4 separate regions of the Mus musculus genome follow, and all the other regions are linked to region 3. Evidence: chromatin contacts called from public Hi-C, HiCAR-type and HiChIP or PLAC-seq data. All regions are on one chromosome and are shown on one strand. Each heading gives the region's core, a stretch centred on a gene start, on an enhancer-like site or on the middle of the called end of the contact. The rest is flanking DNA. Distances are from core to core; before and after follow the strand shown. Region 1 overlaps Nme7 (NME/NM23 family member 7). Region 2 holds the start of Creg1 (cellular repressor of E1A-stimulated genes 1). Region 3 holds the start of Tiprl (TIP41, TOR signalling pathway regulator-like (S. cerevisiae)). Region 4 overlaps Nme7 (NME/NM23 family member 7).

Region 1 (4,348 bases), core at 1,522-4,021, 850 kb before region 3:
CAGATGAGAATGATGAATATTAGAAGGTTGTTATGAGAATTAATTGAAACAAATCATGTAAAGTAGTCTCTTCATTGAGAGTGCTGGGTAAATATTAGCTGCTATTGCTTTTGTTTTTTATTACTGTTTAGTTCAATAATTCTTTGATAGATGATTTTTGTTGATAATTTATACTTACACTCAAACTTACTTCAAATTTATTGTCTTAAAAATCATAATTTGATCTGATCCTGTTATTATGAAATCAGCACATACTGACTGAACGTCTACTGTAGACTTTACAGTTTTGTGATAAAAGGCACATGATTTACATTGATAGAAGTGAAGTTCTAATGAGGATAGGAATTAGTTCAACCATTCCATGTATGACTTAGGTCAGCAAAAGACTTAAAAAATAATCAACCAAGTTTTTAGAAAGTTTTCTCCTTAACTAATGTCTTAGTTAGGGTTTTACTGCTGTGAACAGACACCATGACTAAGGCAAGTCTTATAAAGGACAACATTTAAGGGCTGGTTTACAGGTTCAGAGGTTCAGTCCATTATCATCAAGGCAGGAACATAGCAGTGTCCAGGCAGACATGGTGCAGGAGGAACTAAGAGTTCTACATCTTCATCTGAAGGCTGCTAGCAGAATACTGGCTCTCAGGCAGCTAGGATGAGGGTCTTACAGCCCACACCCACAGTGATATATCTACTCACAGGACCATACCTTCTAATAGTGCCACTCATTTAGAAGGTATTAGGAGCAAGCATGTACAAACCATCACAACTAAAATTGGGAGAACCAAAACATTTTGAGTCGATATTTAAAGAAACACATTGTGTGTTCAGTGCCGTTCTTAGCTCCCTGTCTGTTCTTCCATCCTCTTTGCTCATTTAGAGTAGTCTGTATATCTGCTGTTCTAAATGTTGTCTGCTGCCAACAGTAACATAAAGTGAGATGCACAGACAAAGTAGAAAAGGAAGAGTGAAGAAAGACATAATTTATTTCTCTCCTTTTCAAAAAATATGTTTGATATCTCTTCTGACTGAGAACTTGGCATTGTATGTATAGGTAGTACTTTAATAGCATGAAATAGAATATCAAATTCAACAGAACTATGAATAAAAATTGCAAAGTCACTTTGGGGTAAATTTAGGGATTCTAATGAGTAGGGTTATATATATCACATTCCTTAATAAAGCACTTTCTTCTGTCATTTCCATCAGGTCAAATGACAGTGTTTGGGTTAATATTTAAATGTGCCCTATAATAAGTTGTTTTAGTTTGGTCTTGTGTGTTATAAACTCACTGAAGTCAGGATAAGGGCTGGCACGGCCTGGCACTACCCCTTGCCCACCTGGTGTTCTTCCTCAAAGTTGTATTTGTTTCATCTTGCCTACAGTGCTTTTCAGTGTTGACAGGAGAGGGCAAAGGTGCACTGAGTGGTCCAGACACTGAGAAGCGCTCTTGTCTGGTCCTGTTCTTCATTATTCCACTTCACATTGAGTGAATATCATAACAACTTTTCCCATGATTCTTGGCGTTATTTTGTCATGTATTTTATTTCTTTGAATGATCTTTTTTCTGTTTTTTAATATATTTCTATCTATTTCTTTGGAATCACACATGTGCATGCAATGCATTTTGATTATATTTCCCCATCCTTTCCTTAACCCTTTCCAGATTTCATCACCACCACAAGCTCCCACCCCCTCCCAATTTGGTTTCCAAAACTCAAAACGAACAAACAAGCAAGCAAATAAAACATCCCTGCTCTGAACATATAGTAGCTCATTCCTTCAATCCCAGCACCCAGCAGCAGAGGCCAGGAGATCTGCATAGTAAGTGTCAGGCCAGCACAGGCCACATAGTGAGGCTTTGACTCATACATTAAATAAATAACTAAACAAACAAGTAAATAACCAGCTGAATCCAGTTGGTGCTGCCTGTGTACTAATGAGTGGGAGGCCATTCGCTCTAATGCAGTTGGCACACCTGGGGCCTTCCTCTCAAAGAAAACTAATGCTTTTCTTTGGATAATTGTCTTTTTTCTGTTTTGAATATATTTATATTTAATTTTTTGGAATTTCACACATGCATGCAGTATATTTTGATTATATTCTCCCATCTATTGCTCTTAACCCTTTCTGGATGCCCCACCTTCACACCCTACTCTCTCTCCTAGAAGCTATGTAAGGTCTGTAACCCCATCATCTAGACATGAGGACTTATGAGCCATTGAATAATTATCTTTAAAACAGTTACAAGAGAAAGAAGTGCTTTCTGTCTACTGCTGTTTTGTGCAGGTTTATATTTTTATGTGCCCTTCCCCTTGAGAACATTTTCTTGTTTATTTTTGAGAATTTCATACATATGTACAATGTGTTTTGACTACATCTTACAGACAGGGATTTGGGTTCTGGCTTCCCCCAGCTCTTTTTTCTCTTTCTGTGTCTGTGTTTGTTTGTTTGTTTGTTACGGTGTGGTTTGGTCCCAGGACTGACAGGCAGGCCTTGTTGATGCAGCTGCTACATGACTTGCTCACCTGTCTTTAACTTTTACGGTTTCCTGCTGGTTGCGCTGTTCTGCTTGATCCTGTTCTCCCCTCTCATTTTCCTTCCTACTCCTCTGTTGGATTTCGACGTTTATGGGTAGAAACGTGGTGTACTTTTTATCAGCTATTTCCTAAAATACTTTGTCCACTTTTCTTCCAAGACACCATGTTACACGGTGTGACACCGGACCACGAGGCCTTTGCTTTTCTTCGCTGTAGGTTTCCTTGCTGGTGCTGAAGCAGTTCCAAGTGCCAGCCTCAGGTCATTTACCTGCAGGGCTGTGCCCTGCTCACCCATCCAAAGCACTAATTAGTCACATGTCTTTGGTTTCATTTCTAGATTTGAGTCTTCTGTTATTCATTTTTTTTCCTCAGAATGTCCATAGTTCTCCTATAATTTGAGCATGCAGGCTCATCTATGATAGCTGTATTAGCAATCGTGTGTTCATTACATTGCTCCTGTCTGCTGGATACTTGTCTCCTTACTGACGTTGCTTCTGCTAGTGGCTTGCATTCTCCTCTTGCTCAGGCCTGGTAATGACTGACCCTGCATGATGTGCTCTGCCATGGATTGTGCCCTTAAGAGAGCTGGGCTGTCAGTTAAGTAACTTTGCTTCAGCTTGACTCTGGGGAGGCTTGCGTTCAAGCTTGACTCTGGGGAGGCTTGCGTTCAAGCTTTGTAAGGTGAGCAGGTGCTACCTCACCCTATAGGGCTGACTTAGGACAGCCATGGGGTAGAGCCCTTCTGAGGCCTGCACCTGAAGTAGAGCCTGGCAGTTGTATTAGGGCTTTACCTGATACGAGCCCATGTGCTGTATGTGTGTATGAGGGCTTTACCTGAGGTTGGAGCTCATGTATTCTGTGGGGGTTTTCCAAGCTCTGGATGACAGAAGCCATGGACTCCTCTTGGCCATCTCGAAGCTGTGGAGCCTCCGGCTAATTTACCTTCACTGGCGAATACATAGCTATGCACTTATCCACCACAGAAAATGAAAACTCGACCACAGAGTTAGAACTAGGAAACAATCAGCTTAGATCTCGCGTCCATCGCCTGTGTTCAGTCCTTCCTCATGCTCTAATGATTACCCTCTGCACGTGCTGCTGTGTCCGCCTGTACATTTGCTTGCATGTATATGTTTTGGCTAGGTTCTGCAAGTGGGAAAGACCATGTATTTTTCTTTCCGATACCATGTGACCTCACCTACTAGTGTACATTCTTATTTCATCTGTTATCTTGCGAATTTTATGATTACATTTTTCTTTGCTGAATAATATCCATGTGTGTGAGTGCGTGTGTGCGTGCGTGCGTGTGTGTGTGTGTGTGTGTGTGTGTGTATACACCAGTGTTTTATTAACCACGCATTCACCACTCACTTATTTCTACCTCCTTGCTCAAGTGGATACAGCAGCAGTAAACATGGGTGTAGAAAAAGCTCCGTGGCAGGGTTTGGAGTTGTTCTGTATTCTGCCCTGATGATCCTATCTGCTGGGCTCCATTAACTGAGCTTGCCTCTGCAGTGCTGTGGAAATGTCAGGCTCTACTGTATGCTTCTACCTGCCCTGTGTCTGGCTCGCCTGTCTGCGGCTGTTTTATGCAGCAAGAGAAAAGAATTATCTGGCCTACTACACGGTCCCCCTAGGCTGCCACCATCCAATCCGTGAAAACTAGCTCATCTATTTTTTTTCTTACTTTCTAGATGTTAGTTCTTGTTGCTAACCATGTAATAGATTTTTAAAGGTCCTACAGGAGAAACACGGCTATTTATACTTTGGAAATATTAATTTGATAAAACTACCCTGATGGAAAGGGG
Region 2 (3,859 bases), core at 610-3,109, 530 kb after region 3:
AGCTTACAAATAAATGAGACTCAGGCTATGGCTATTTTATTTGGCTTTGATGAATACTGGGGGTGACCCCTAATCTACTCTTCTAACTACAGGCCTGGCTTCCTCTCTATTGGTGTACCCCAGACACTTGCTGTTTCTCCTGACCATGTGCTCATGGTACCTCCTCCTCCTCTTCTTCCTCTTTCTCTACTCCTCCTCCTGCTCTTCCTCTTCCTCCTCATCTTCTTTCTCCTCTTCTTCTTCCTCCTCCTCCTCCTCTTTCATTCTTCCTCTTTCCCCGTCTCACCTACCTCTAATCCTTCCAATGACTGGCTGCAGCCAATTTTATTTAACCAATAGATGTAAATCAAGGAACAAGGTCTGTACAACAAAAGCTTGTAAGCATGAGAAGTCACTAATAGGGCTAGACTTTCTCATATAGAACCTAGCATTACAATACATAGCAAAAGACCAAACCTCAACACACGTGAATGGGAGAGAGAGAGAGAGAGAGAGAGAGAGAGAGAGAGAGAGGCAGAGACAGAGAGAGAGACAGAGAGACAGACAGAGATCAGGAGAAAGACAGAGTAGTGGGCCAGATTGGGGTGGGGGGCTAGCTAGAGGCAGACCTCAGAATATCTTTCCAGAAATCTCCTTTAGGAGTCTCACACCAGTCCCTAGAATAGAGGCTAAGCCTGATTTTTATATCATTTTAGAGGTGTCAGGAAGTTTCACATCCCATGATTTAGTTCATCCTGGCCTACATGACAGGGAGCTGGGTGCCACAGACTAAGAGGAGCTGCCAAGGAGCTGAAGGGGTCTGCAACCCTATAGGTGGAACAACAACATGAACTAACCAGTACCCCCAGAGATCGTGTCTCTAGCTGCATATGTAGCAGAAGATAGCCTAGTCGGCCATCATTGGGAAGAAAGGCCCCTTGGTCTTGCAAACTTTATATGCCCCAGTACAGGGGAACACCAGGGCCAAGAAGTAGGAGTGGGTGGGTAGGGGAGGGGGGGGTACAGGGGACTTTCGGGATAGCATTTGAAATGTAAATGAAGAAAATACCTAATATTTTTTTAAGAAAGAAAAAAGAGTAGCGGCTAAGCACGGACTGCTTCATAACTCTGTTAGGAAGAGAGAGAGCTGCAGAGAGGTGTGGCCTGATTCAGACTATAGGATGGGTGGGGCTTAAAAGATTCTAACAGTGGCCACAGTTTTAAAACGACGCAAACACGTTTGCATACATTTTCTAACTCCCTAGGGTAGCAGAATGAAAATCCTCCACGGGCTTGGAGGATCTGCCAGAATAAATGCATGAAACCACGAATTTAACCGAGCTAGATGACTTGACAGGTCTCAAATGGACAAGGTCAAAGTCTTGAGTGGGATACCGAAAACTAACAAAGTGGCTTTATCTGAAGACTCTTCTGGGCCAGGAATTTTTAAGTTCCTGCATGTCGGTATTTCTGTACTGTACTACATATAGGCTTGCTTGCTAACAGTCAGTAAACAGAAAAGAGCACACAGAAAACTCACGTTCTCTTAGATGCCAGGCAAGCATACTCAAAGACATTAAAAAGGAGGTGTGTGCGTGCATGCAGGCAGCTTTTTTCTAGCACTGTGACTTAGGAAGTTGCTTAATTTCTTCTAGACCTCATTTATCTGTCTGTAAATCAAACAAGCAAAACAAATATCTCTTTAGGGCAAATTCGCACTCTTCACAGAGCAGATCACAGGACACGGTGAACAGACCATATGCTTCTGGAAACTGGGTTGCACTGGAGCCACGCCCCCTCTTGCCTGCTCATCTCTGATTGGCTTTCTCGGAGGGGCGGAACAACGGGCAGGCAATAGTTACCCCGGCAGAGTTTGGTCGGTGGGCAGGGACTCCGCAGTCAGCGTCATGGCTGCCCGTGCTCCTGAGCTCGCGCGTTCCCTGCTTGCTGCCCTTCTGGCGCCCGCGCTGGTGGCACTACTGGTGTCGCCGGCCTCGGGTCGCGGAGGCCGGGACCACGGGGACTGGGACGTGGACAGGCGATTGCCTCCGCTGCCACCCCGCGAAGACGGGCCGCGCGTGGCCCGCTTCGTGACTCACGTCTCAGACTGGGGCTCGCTGGCCACTATCTCCACAATAAAGGAGGTGCGCGGCTGGCCCTTCGCGGACATCATCTCAATCAGTGACGGTCCTCCGGGAGAAGGCACGGGCGAGCCCTACATGTACCTGAGTCCACTGCAGCAAGCCGTGAGCGACCTGCAGGTGAGCGGGAGCGCGGCGCGGTTTCCCAGACCCGGCAGAGCAGGAAACCAGCGTCTCCAGTTTAGCTCGCTGGGGAGAGCGTGGGTCTTAGAGATAAGACTTTTGAACCCAGCTCACATGACTGTCTCTTCTGGCCTGCGCTGGCTAGGCGGAGGTTGTAGCATCCCAGATGTTGGGGAACTACCAGGAAGTTCCTACTTACCCTGTTACTGGTCTAAGCGCTTGGGGTAAATTCTTTGCCAGTACCTGGAGCACTTCACACCCTTCAGATAGTCAGGCGTCCTCTTTAGGCGCTGTCTCTGCATAAACTGCACTCTTGTGATCTAAAGGCATACAGATTGTTGGATAGTTTAGCGTTTGGCTTATGTGACTTCGGAGATTCTCTTCCCTACCTTTACCTATCAGCAGTGGGAAACTACTACACAGCATTATAGTTGACTGCGGACCTGGCTCTGCTTACAGCTCAGGTGGAAACAGCCTGGGAGGGAAAGGCCACACAGGAGCCCAGAAATGAAGCCTGACTCGGTGGAGGGTCTGTGGCAAAACTGAGAAAGCTTGGTGTCGTGGTAAACAGTGAGCCAAGAGACGCCGACGCTTTAACCAAGCCCTTGCCATGGTATGTGCCTAGGGCTTTTCGGTTCCACCTGTTTTCATTCATTGTCTCTTGTAGTAACTCTTAGAAACAGGCATGGCTATTCCGGGTTTACAGATGAAGACATGAGGTTAAGTAATTTGCGCAAAGCCAGGGGGCCAACCCTAGTTCACCTCAGACCCACTTGTCTTCAAAGCACAGGCCACAGGACTGGGACCCATGTGCTAGAATAGAAGAGACCCGTTTTCTTCAGCCTCCACAGAGTTCTGTATTGTTCTAAACAAATTTAAATTAGCTACTGCCTTTTAAAACTGCAATCCTAGGGGCTAGGGAAATAGCCCAGTTGGTAAAATACTTGCCATGTAGGCGCGAGGACCTGTATTTGGTCCTCAGTACCCATCTTGACAGCTTGCACGCACATGTGATCCTACACTGGCTCAACGGCTTGCACACACTTGCACACACGTGTGATCTTGCACTGGCCAGGTGGCTAGCTCCCTGGCCTGCCAGCCAAGCGGAGTCAGTGAGCTTCAGACCGCAGGGAGAGAGAGCCTGGCTCAAAAAGCCAGTTGGATGGCTCCAGCTTCTGAGGAGTGACCTCCAAAACTGACCTCTGGCCACACCATACACTCATTAATACCCAATGCACCTGTGGTGCACCTGCACTCTGCACGCGTGCGCACACACACGCAGGATAAAATTTTAGAGAACAAAGTCTATTGATTTGCTCTTTAAGTTTCTAACTCTTCTTGAAAAGGTTAAAGACCTAGCAGCACTGGGAGTGGGGGTGGGGCTATATTTTTCTGAGAGACAAAAGTAATAGAAGCCGCTGTCCCTCCCAGCCAGATATATTGACCCCAACTCGCCCCTTTTTTTAACCAGCCCGTTTCACTTCTCTAGAATCTGCTATTCACCCGTTCTCTCTACCCCAGAGGTGGCACTCAAGTGACCTGCGTAGCACTTGCAGAGAAGTTTTAAAATGCACTACCAAGCCACTTTATTCTAGAACAATGCCCCCTACTCCCTC
Region 3 (4,273 bases), core at 1,426-3,925:
CCTGGCTCTCCTCCAACTCACAGATCATCTACCTGCCTCTACCTCCAGAGTGCTGGGATTAAAGACGTGAGCCATCACAGCCCGGCTGTTTATTTTCATAAAGGACAAAATAAATGGTTATACGGCCAGGCAAGGGGACACAAGCCCTTAATCCTACCACTTGGGGGGTGGGGGGGGGGCAGGCAGGTCAAGTTCAAGGGCAGCCTACCTACACATAGTGAGTTCCAGGGCACCAGGACTATGTAGAAAGACTCTGTCTCAATTACCAATAACTAAGCCTGGTATGGTGGCTCATATCTTTAGTCCCAGCACTCAGGAGGCAAAGGCAGGCAGATCTCTGTGAGCTGATGGCAGCTTGATCTACATAGTTCCAGGACAGCCAGGGCTATGTAGAGGTCTTGTCACAAACAAACAAACAAGAATAGATGGTTATACAAATTTGTAACCATATGATGAAATATTATAAAACCATTAAATTATTTAGAGGAAAGATGGGAAAATATTTAAGATGTATATTAAGACAAAAACTGGGTGCATACTCTATTTTACCTGTTGTTATCTGAGGTTTCTAAACTGCATATTTTTAAGATGGTTAAGAACAATGAAATGGCCCGGCGAGTGGTACACGCCTTTAATCCCAGCACTTGGGAGGCAGAGGCAGGCAGATTTCTGAGTTCAAGGCCAGCCTGGTCTACAGAGTGAGTTCTAGGACAGCCAGGGCTATACAGAGAAACCCTGTCTCAAAAAACAACGACAAAAAAACAAAAAAAAAAAAACAAAAAAAACAAAAAAAAAAAAACAATGAAATGGCATTTTCACCATAAGTTTAGGTAAAATTTATTCTTAACCTTTAAGGGATAGAAAACATTAAATGACTAAGAGATTAAGTACAATGATAGATTGAGATCCACAAGATGAGTCTGTAAAATACAGGTTTTAACTACTTTCCTGAATTAGAGCAAATATGAAATAATAAAGGTAGCTCCAGGGCTTTTAACAGGTTTTGTGAAATTTAGTAGTCATGCACAATAGTGCAGCTACATGAAAAGCAGCTCCGTTATGGTAGGCTGCTTCAAATGCTCTGTCTTTCAGCTCTATCACTGGTAGTATCTATTTGCTAAAGGCAAAACATAACATTAGAAATGAGGTGTTTGGGCCTTGTTTAAGATTTAGAGGATCCAGCCCCCTCTCCCACGACACCCCCTAACCAGGCCCACATGCAATGCAGCAAAACACTCATACAACAAAAACAATTCTATTAGAAACATATTCTGAATTAATAACATTTGAAACAACTTATGTTTCAAAAAGGATTCTTTTACATATGTAAATTTTAAACAACAACAACAACAACAAAAGGTCCTGAAGAGCCTCCCTTTTTCTTTCTTTCCATCAACTGCCTACCAAACTTAAGCACTGAATCTCAGCTTCTGTCATCTCTTTCCTGCTTACTGGCCTCCTCTCCAGCATTCCAGCCCTCCATCTTCTACAACACCTCCAAGAAACCTTCCAGACACAACCACGATGCATGTAGATATTGAGTAAAACTACACCTGATGACTACTATATAAAATTCAAACTTCTTAGCAAGACAGAGAACTCTCCAATGACGAGGGAGGCAACACTCTGCCAGGGCGCCCCCCCCCCAAACTTTGTCAGGATACAGTTATAGGCATCCCCAAACACCTCAGATCTCAGTCTGAGTGCTGGCTTTACCCGGCCATCCAGTCTCCAGACTTGATCAAGATTCTGCCCAGGTGCACTGACCCTCGCGCGAACACACTAACGCGCACACACACCTGTATACATCTTCATCCTAACCAACCACACAATAATATAACGGTCTCTCGTGAAACTATGAATTCCTTGGGCCTTTCTCTTTCATCTGTCCTATCTCAAGTGCTTATCACAGCACCTGATTTGCTAAAAGAAGGAAAGAAAAAAAAAAAAAAACCTGAAATCTTCATCCTAAACAGTCACACAGTAACGTCACACGGTCTCACGTCCTCTGAAGTCTGTGGTACTCAATGGTTCATGTTCAGAACCTCAAGAGCACACCACAGAACCAAAGAAGCTCAAAACTAAACATAAATACCATTTCCGTCATTGCCCGCAAGGGAACAGGTCATCGCGCCCAGAAAGGTTGCGCAGGCTTAGGTAGGAAAAAAAGGAGCGGCGAGGTTTAGGTGAAGTCCACCAAAACAGCCGCGCTCAGTTCAACCCTGAGAAGCTACAGTTCCAGCAAGCAGAGGTCGCCGCGAGCAGGGAACAGGACCATTTACTGAAGTTGTCAATCAACGGTCGGTCAGAGGGACCGAGCCTGCGGCCCCAAGTACCGCGTGAGGCTGCACCGAGACCGTCAGACCCCCAGCCCGGACACCAACCGGACCTGGCCCGGCTCGGCTCGGCTCGGCTCGGCTCGGCCCGGCCCCGCCCCACAGCCTCACTTTTCCACATCCGCAGACTTCATGATGTGGGTCTTGGACGCCGTCAGCTTCCAAGGCCCGAAGGAGAAGTCCTGGTGGCTGCTCTGAAAGCCGTGGATCATCATGGCAGAAGCGGAGCCGCAGGGTTACTCGGAGCAAGCGCCTGCGGCAGCGGTCGCACGATGGCCCTCTCTGCAGCGCGGCTCCTGGGCGCGTCCGTTACCATCTCGGCCCCGCCCCCTGCCGCCGCGCCGTAGGCCCGCCCTTCCGCCGTCTCTTCCGCCCCTCCTGGTTTTACTTCCGGGACCACTAGCTCAGGGTGACACACGTCTTACGTGGAGACGCTGAGGGGCGGGACTTGAGCGCGGGGGTGTCGCTCTGGCGCGCCGCCCTGAAGTCTCCGGGTGACGTCACCCCAGAGTGAATGTGGGAATTTGTCTTTCTGGATCCAGAGCCCCGTGCTTCACTGCCTTACCTCCTCCTTACAGACCGCTCCAAGCAGTGTCATCACCTCTTGTGCTTATGAGTCGTGGTGAAGAGGACATGCCCAATGTCCCTATCGCTCAGGAAGCCCAGCACCAACAGCGACTTTGGAGCCAATGACAAATAGTAGCTCCTCCACCTTGAATCCCAGTGGAAGAGCCCCACTTTCTTACCGTGCAAACCGCCGACGCCCTGTGTTTGATTCTTTGTACCACGAAAGAAACGTCAAATTATCCTTATGATATTTTAAGACTTTTCTACCCGCACACAGGTGTAGTGGAAACGACGCTGAAAGCCCGGTGCTCCGTCCATGCTTGCAGTGCAACTGTGTGTATCTTTGGGTAAAACACAACTGATTCTTTTCGGCCCCAGCTGCCTCAAAATGAGATGGTTTAATGTTTGAGCATCTCAAAACTGTTCACCATCTCAATTCCAACACCCCCTCTCTTATTCACTCAGTGTTTGTTTCATCGACGCTGGAACCGCTAAGCAGCGTTGTTGCATGATTTCTGCTTCAATTCCTACCTTGTCTACCAGAAGGTGTTAAGCCAAGTAAACCTTTTCCTCCTCAGGTATTTTCTGTTTGTGTGTCTGTCCCAGGAACCCATCATCAATTTCCCCTGCCCAAGGTGTCTGGATTAATTCATTCCGTTGGCATCCTATCCTTGGTTCCTACATAGTTACTCTATTTCCATTGCCTACGGAAAGTAGGGCGTCTCAGCTTCCGCAGAGGATAAAGATGTTCATCCCGAATAGTGGAGGATTGTCTACCATCACTGACCTCCAGAGGTTGGCCCCTGACGCACTTCCCAAGGAGGCTGGGGTCCTTTCACTGACGTTACATTGTAAACCTCACATCATCTAGATCTGCTAGAAGACCTAATAAGGAGGTAAATGAGCAAATTACATGCAACGAAATCCATCCTCTTTTCTTTCTGAAAGAGTTCCATACAGCCAGCCTAGGCTAGCCTTCAATTCACTATTGTAGCTAAGGAGGACCTTGAATTCCTGATTGTTCTGCTTCTTCCCAAGTGCCGTGTGTGTGTGTGTGTGTGTGTGTGTGTGTGTGTGTTTTTCACCAAGCCTCCAACATTCTTACTATATGAAGTCTTCCTTTGAATTTTTCTGCATTAGGCCAAGAAAAAAATGTATAGAATCTCTGTGATTTTTGAAAACAGCCTAGTCTACATAGCAAATTCCAGGCCTATGTATTCCTTGTTTCAATAAACAAACAAATGTGCCTCTTGTTCTTTCAGCATAGGTCATGGCTGAGGCTGAGTTTAGTTTCAATCATTCTACCTAACAGCGACAACAACAGGTCTGCTACTCAAACTACCACACTGAAGGAGAGTCTCTCCTAACTA
Region 4 (4,212 bases), core at 189-2,688, 900 kb before region 3:
CCGGCCTGCAGGATCACACACACATCAATGCACACTGTGACCAGCCTGCAGGATCACACACACGTCCATGCAGACCATGACCGGCCTGCAGGATCACACACACGTCCATGCAGACCATGACCAGCCTGCAGGATCACACACACATCCATGCACACCGTGACTGGCCTGCAGGATAACACACACACACATCCATGCATACCGTGACCGGCCTGCAGGATAATACAGACATCCATGCACACCGTGACTGGCCTGCAGGATAACATACACACACATCCATGCACACCGTGACCGGCCTGCAGGATAACACACACATCCATGCACACTGTGACCGGCCTGCAGGATCACACTAATGCACAGCATCGTGGGAGCATCCAATCACTCTGTAGAGATATTTTATTGGATTTCTTTTTCTTGGTGCTCAGTAATATACCAACACAGGAAGATAACTTTGTGCTGGTGTATATGTATGTATGTATATATATAATTTTATTTTATTTTTCTGAGTTACGTGGTAGACAGGATTTGACCACATAATACCATCTGGCTGCTCACTTGCAATCTGGTCTAATCTCAGCTAGGATTATAAATGTCCACCTTCACACCCAGCCTTGTTGAAAATTTCTAACCGAAGTATTTTTGCAAGATTTTACATTAAAAATATAAGAACAGCTTACGCTTGGTGACATTGGACTATAATTTCAGCACTTAAAAGGCTGAGGCAGGGGAATTCCAAAGTTACAGGCTAGCCTGAACTGTATAGCAAAACCTTGTCTCCAATCAAACAAACAGGCCTAGAGAGATCTCTTAGCTGGAAATAATACTGGCTGCAAAAGTGTGAAGGCCTGAGCTTGACTCTTAAGCACCTACCTACATAATGGCTGGGCCTTGTTCCCTGTGAGAACTCCAATCCTGAGTAACAGAGGCAGGAGCTCCCTGGAGCTCTCTGGCCAGCTGACCCAACTTAAAGCAAACTTCAGGTTCAGTGAGAGAGCCTGTGTTAAGACAATAATGTGAGAAATGACTGAAGAAGACATCAGGCAACCTCCTATATCATGTATGTTTGTAGGGATGCACACTTGCATATAACACACATATATAGAAGTAGATATATAGAGAGACCCCAAAATGAAGTAGGACAACTGTTTTTTGGGATTAATCAATATTTGATAAGTAGTTACAGATAAATGGTTATCATAGTCATAAATATTACGGTTAAAAGTTGGTATCTGTATAAAATGTCAAATTAAAGAGGCTCTAAGAGGGTCCCTTTCTTTGCATCACTTCATTGGCAATCACTTTAAAAAGTCAGCTCAGTTGGGGTTGGAGCCTAGAGAGAAGGCTCAGTTAAGGGTGCTAGCTGCCCTTGTAGGTCCCAAGTTTGGTTCCCGGCACCTACACCGAGCCGCTCACAGCAACTGTAACTCCAGCTGCTGGCAAGCCAACAGTGACTTCTGCACCTTCACTCACATGTACCTACCCACAGAAAGGGAGACACACATGAATACACATCTCTTAAAGGAAATACAATTTTTTTTAGTGATTGGGATGTGTACATAAAAAGAAATATGAGAATCTGTCTCTGTCACTCATAGCTGGTGAGTTACTGAAATAACTTGGTCTATTTAGGATATTCTAAAATATATATTTTAATTACAAACTTTTATCACTAGATTGGATTGGAAATAAAGCTTCACAGTATAAAATATAATTTATATACGTAGTTATAAAGTAATAGGATATAGCTGTCTTTTGTAAAATCAATTGGAGACTTTTCTCTGTAAGGCGTACGTTCTTCATAAGTATTCTTACTGTGTCTGTTTCTAGCATGATGTAAAGAATCGTCGCACCTTCTTAAAGCGGACCAAGTATGAGGACCTGCGCCTGGAAGATCTATTTATAGGCAACAAAGTCAATGTGTTTTCTCGACAGCTGGTGTTGATTGACTATGGGGACCAATACACAGCCCGCCAGCTGGGCAGCAGGAAAGAGAAGTAAGAACAGCCGGGCCATCTTTTTCCATTGAAACCTTGCCTGTGACTTTGGCCACTAACTTCTGATTTCCTCTCCTCGGTCATGTTTTCACAACATAGTTTTTCCAGCGACCTAATATAATTTTATAACATTAAAAATATTTTGGTACTGATTCAGGGATTGGTTCCTAATTAGAATATTGAAGCAATATCTGTAGTCTTAGGAGGTGACTGTTTGGATGGGTGGGTGGCAGAGATAAAGCTCTTACACATTCTATCTGCTTTTTATATTTGTCACTAAAACCTAAGACTATTTGAGCATAAGGTTTTCTTCCTAAGCATAAGCATGATGCTGGTACGAATCACGGTAACCCGGGAGACGGTGAAGTTAGTTCTTGCAAAACTGAAGGCTTTGTGGGTTTGTTCTGTCTTGATAAAACTGAATTAAATTATTACCCCAATTAGATGAACTGGGGAGAAATGCTAATCAAAGGAGTGAGTATAGAGAAAGATCCAAAGGTGGGAAATCCTGTCTTAAGTTAGAACAACTATTTGCTATCCTGCTTGTGTAAGTTGGGGGCTAAAACTTATAAAAGTTTAATTACTACAACAATGATCTGAATTATTATGGTAACAGTAGATATGCAGAAGAAGTAAGGAGTGTACGTGATTAATAGAAATGCAGCAGTGCATGCCAGGAAGCAGCTCAGTTGGGGCAGTGCTTGTCTAGCAAAGATGAAGCCCAAAGGCCTGAGACCTAGCCCCGTGTAAAACTGGAGGTGGTGGCACGTTTCTGTCATGCCAGCATGTGGGAAGTGGAGGTAGAAAGATCAGAAGTTCAAGATCATATTAGTTTACAGAGGGAGTCAAGGGCCAGCTTGGGTTACATGTGACCCTGTCTCAAAAAAAAAAAACAAAAAAACAAAAAAAACAAAAAAGACAAAAAAACAAAAAAACAAAAAAACCAAATAACAAAGATCAAAGACAGTTCAAGTTAAGAATGGAAGTTCTAGAAACTTTGGGTGAGATGATGATGAGAAGCTGCCTCAGGGCAATTTAACAGAAGAGATAGGCAAGGTAACAGAGAATAGACCCTGCCCCAAGGAGAGAGCGATCAGAACATCAGAAATCACAAAGCAAGAAGTAGCTTGCTCCAGGGAATTTTATTCAGCTATAGAGAGTGAAATTCTAACATCTGCAAGGAAGTGGACAGACCTGGAGATCATTACATTAAGTGAAAGAAGCCAGATTACTGAAAGATATCAAGTGGGTTTTTTTTTTAAATATGTGGAATATAGATAGATGGATAGGTGGGTGGGTGGATTGATGGATGGATGGATAGATAGATAGATAGATAGATAGATAGAGTATAGAAAGGGGACCATGGAGGGAAGAAGTTTAAAGAGAGTGGGGAGTTGGGGAGTGAGAAATTGTAATAAAATATACACGTCATAAAAGCTAACAGATTACTGGGTGAAGGGAAAGGGACTAACAAGAAGTGAGTCAGGATTAGGGAGGGCGGTGGGGTGTGAAAAATAGCAGACTATAACAAAAATATCACCATGAATCACATTATTTTATATATTAGCTAAAAATAAATTTTTAAAAGACAATTATGTCAACTATAATGTGTGGGCAAACAAAAAGGACAACCCAGTGGGACGGAGTGGGCAGTGCACTGCTCCACTGGGGCAGATCCCTGCAGGAGGACCTGGGGCAGGGTGGGACAGAAGCCTCATCTGAAAGGGGACAGAGGAAGGGACTGGGTAAGCTCGGTCTGTGAGTGAAGGTCAAGGAGGTACATTATGAAAATGGAACACTGAAGCTCATTGCTCTGCGCAACCACTAAGATAAATTTAAATACCAAAACCCAGAAATTCGGGACTGGATAGGACCTGGGGACGATTCTTCTCTTGCTGTCTTACTCATTTCCGTGTCTTCTGCATCCCTGAGCAAATCTCTTTACGCATTGCAAGAGCAAGGTTAATTTCACCTCCGAGTTTTGCAGCCTTCATTCCGTGACTTTTTTGGCTCAATGCTTTGGGTCCCTGCAGTAGAACACATTATGAAGGATATTGAGTGGTAGAGGAAGCTGTTTACCTCAGGGCACAAAAGGGTCTGCAGTCCTAACAGCCCTTCTAAGCTGTGACCTAAAGACCTCCCAGTAGCTGCACCACACACACACACACACACACACACACACACACACACACACACACACTGCACACTCTCTCGCACACAT

What was found. A called contact is a pair of places that touch in the nucleus more often than the background predicts. HiCAR-type assays count read pairs that join an accessible place to other places. HiChIP or PLAC-seq counts read pairs in DNA pulled down with a chosen protein or histone mark.
Region 1: a contact with region 3 is called in a HiCAR-type map of kidney, with 4 times the contacts expected there. The contact joins the enhancer-like site here to the promoter of Tiprl in region 3. A contact is called at or near these places in 4 of 115 datasets of contacts at active chromatin or transcription factors (embryonic forebrain, embryonic stem cells, kidney and 1 more) and 1 of 9 other capture datasets (embryonic stem cells).
Region 2: a Hi-C map of liver shows a contact between it and region 3, with 2.5 times the contacts expected there. The contact joins the promoter of Creg1 here to the promoter of Tiprl in region 3. A contact is called at or near these places in 3 of 39 promoter capture datasets (hippocampal neurons and liver), 2 of 484 Hi-C or Micro-C datasets (erythroblasts and liver) and 2 of 115 datasets of contacts at active chromatin or transcription factors (bone marrow-derived dendritic cells and pancreatic cancer cells).
Region 4: a contact with region 3 is called in an H3K27ac HiChIP or PLAC-seq map of large pre-B cells, with 6 times the contacts expected there. The contact joins the enhancer-like site here to the promoter of Tiprl in region 3. A contact is called at or near these places in 1 of 15 datasets of contacts at CTCF or cohesin (large pre-B cells), 1 of 484 Hi-C or Micro-C datasets (cerebral cortex), 13 of 115 datasets of contacts at active chromatin or transcription factors (the NIH/3T3 cell line, the SCID.adh cell line, cardiomyocytes and 10 more) and 1 of 9 other capture datasets (adipose tissue).

What each region holds. Positions count from the first base shown.
Region 1 is chr1:164,381,065-164,385,412 of GRCm38.p6, forward strand. All of the region lies in intron 11 of Nme7 (NME/NM23 family member 7), which reads left to right. Among named protein-coding and RNA genes, the nearest start is that of Gm39690, 35 kb to the right of the region's middle. Within about 2 kb of position 2,772, at least 5 of the 459 cell types and tissues checked have an H3K27ac peak or open chromatin away from gene starts, as enhancers often do. A contact at or near this core is called in kidney, where this site is marked.
Region 2 is chr1:165,761,899-165,765,757 of GRCm38.p6, forward strand. It overlaps Creg1 (cellular repressor of E1A-stimulated genes 1), which reads left to right and starts at 1,860. Exons shown (of 4, transcript NM_011804.3): 1 at 1,860-2,240. The coding sequence starts at 1,887.
Region 3 is chr1:165,234,283-165,238,555 of GRCm38.p6, forward strand. It overlaps Tiprl (TIP41, TOR signalling pathway regulator-like (S. cerevisiae)), which reads right to left and starts at 2,676. Exons shown (of 7, transcript NM_145513.4): 1 at 2,448-2,676. The coding sequence starts at 2,551.
Region 4 is chr1:164,330,788-164,334,999 of GRCm38.p6, forward strand. Nme7 (NME/NM23 family member 7) reads left to right here. Exons shown (of 14, transcript NM_138314.4): 5 at 1,825-1,991. Among named protein-coding and RNA genes, the nearest start is that of Nme7, 25 kb to the left of the region's middle. Within about 2 kb of position 1,439, at least 10 of the 459 cell types and tissues checked have an H3K27ac peak or open chromatin away from gene starts, as enhancers often do.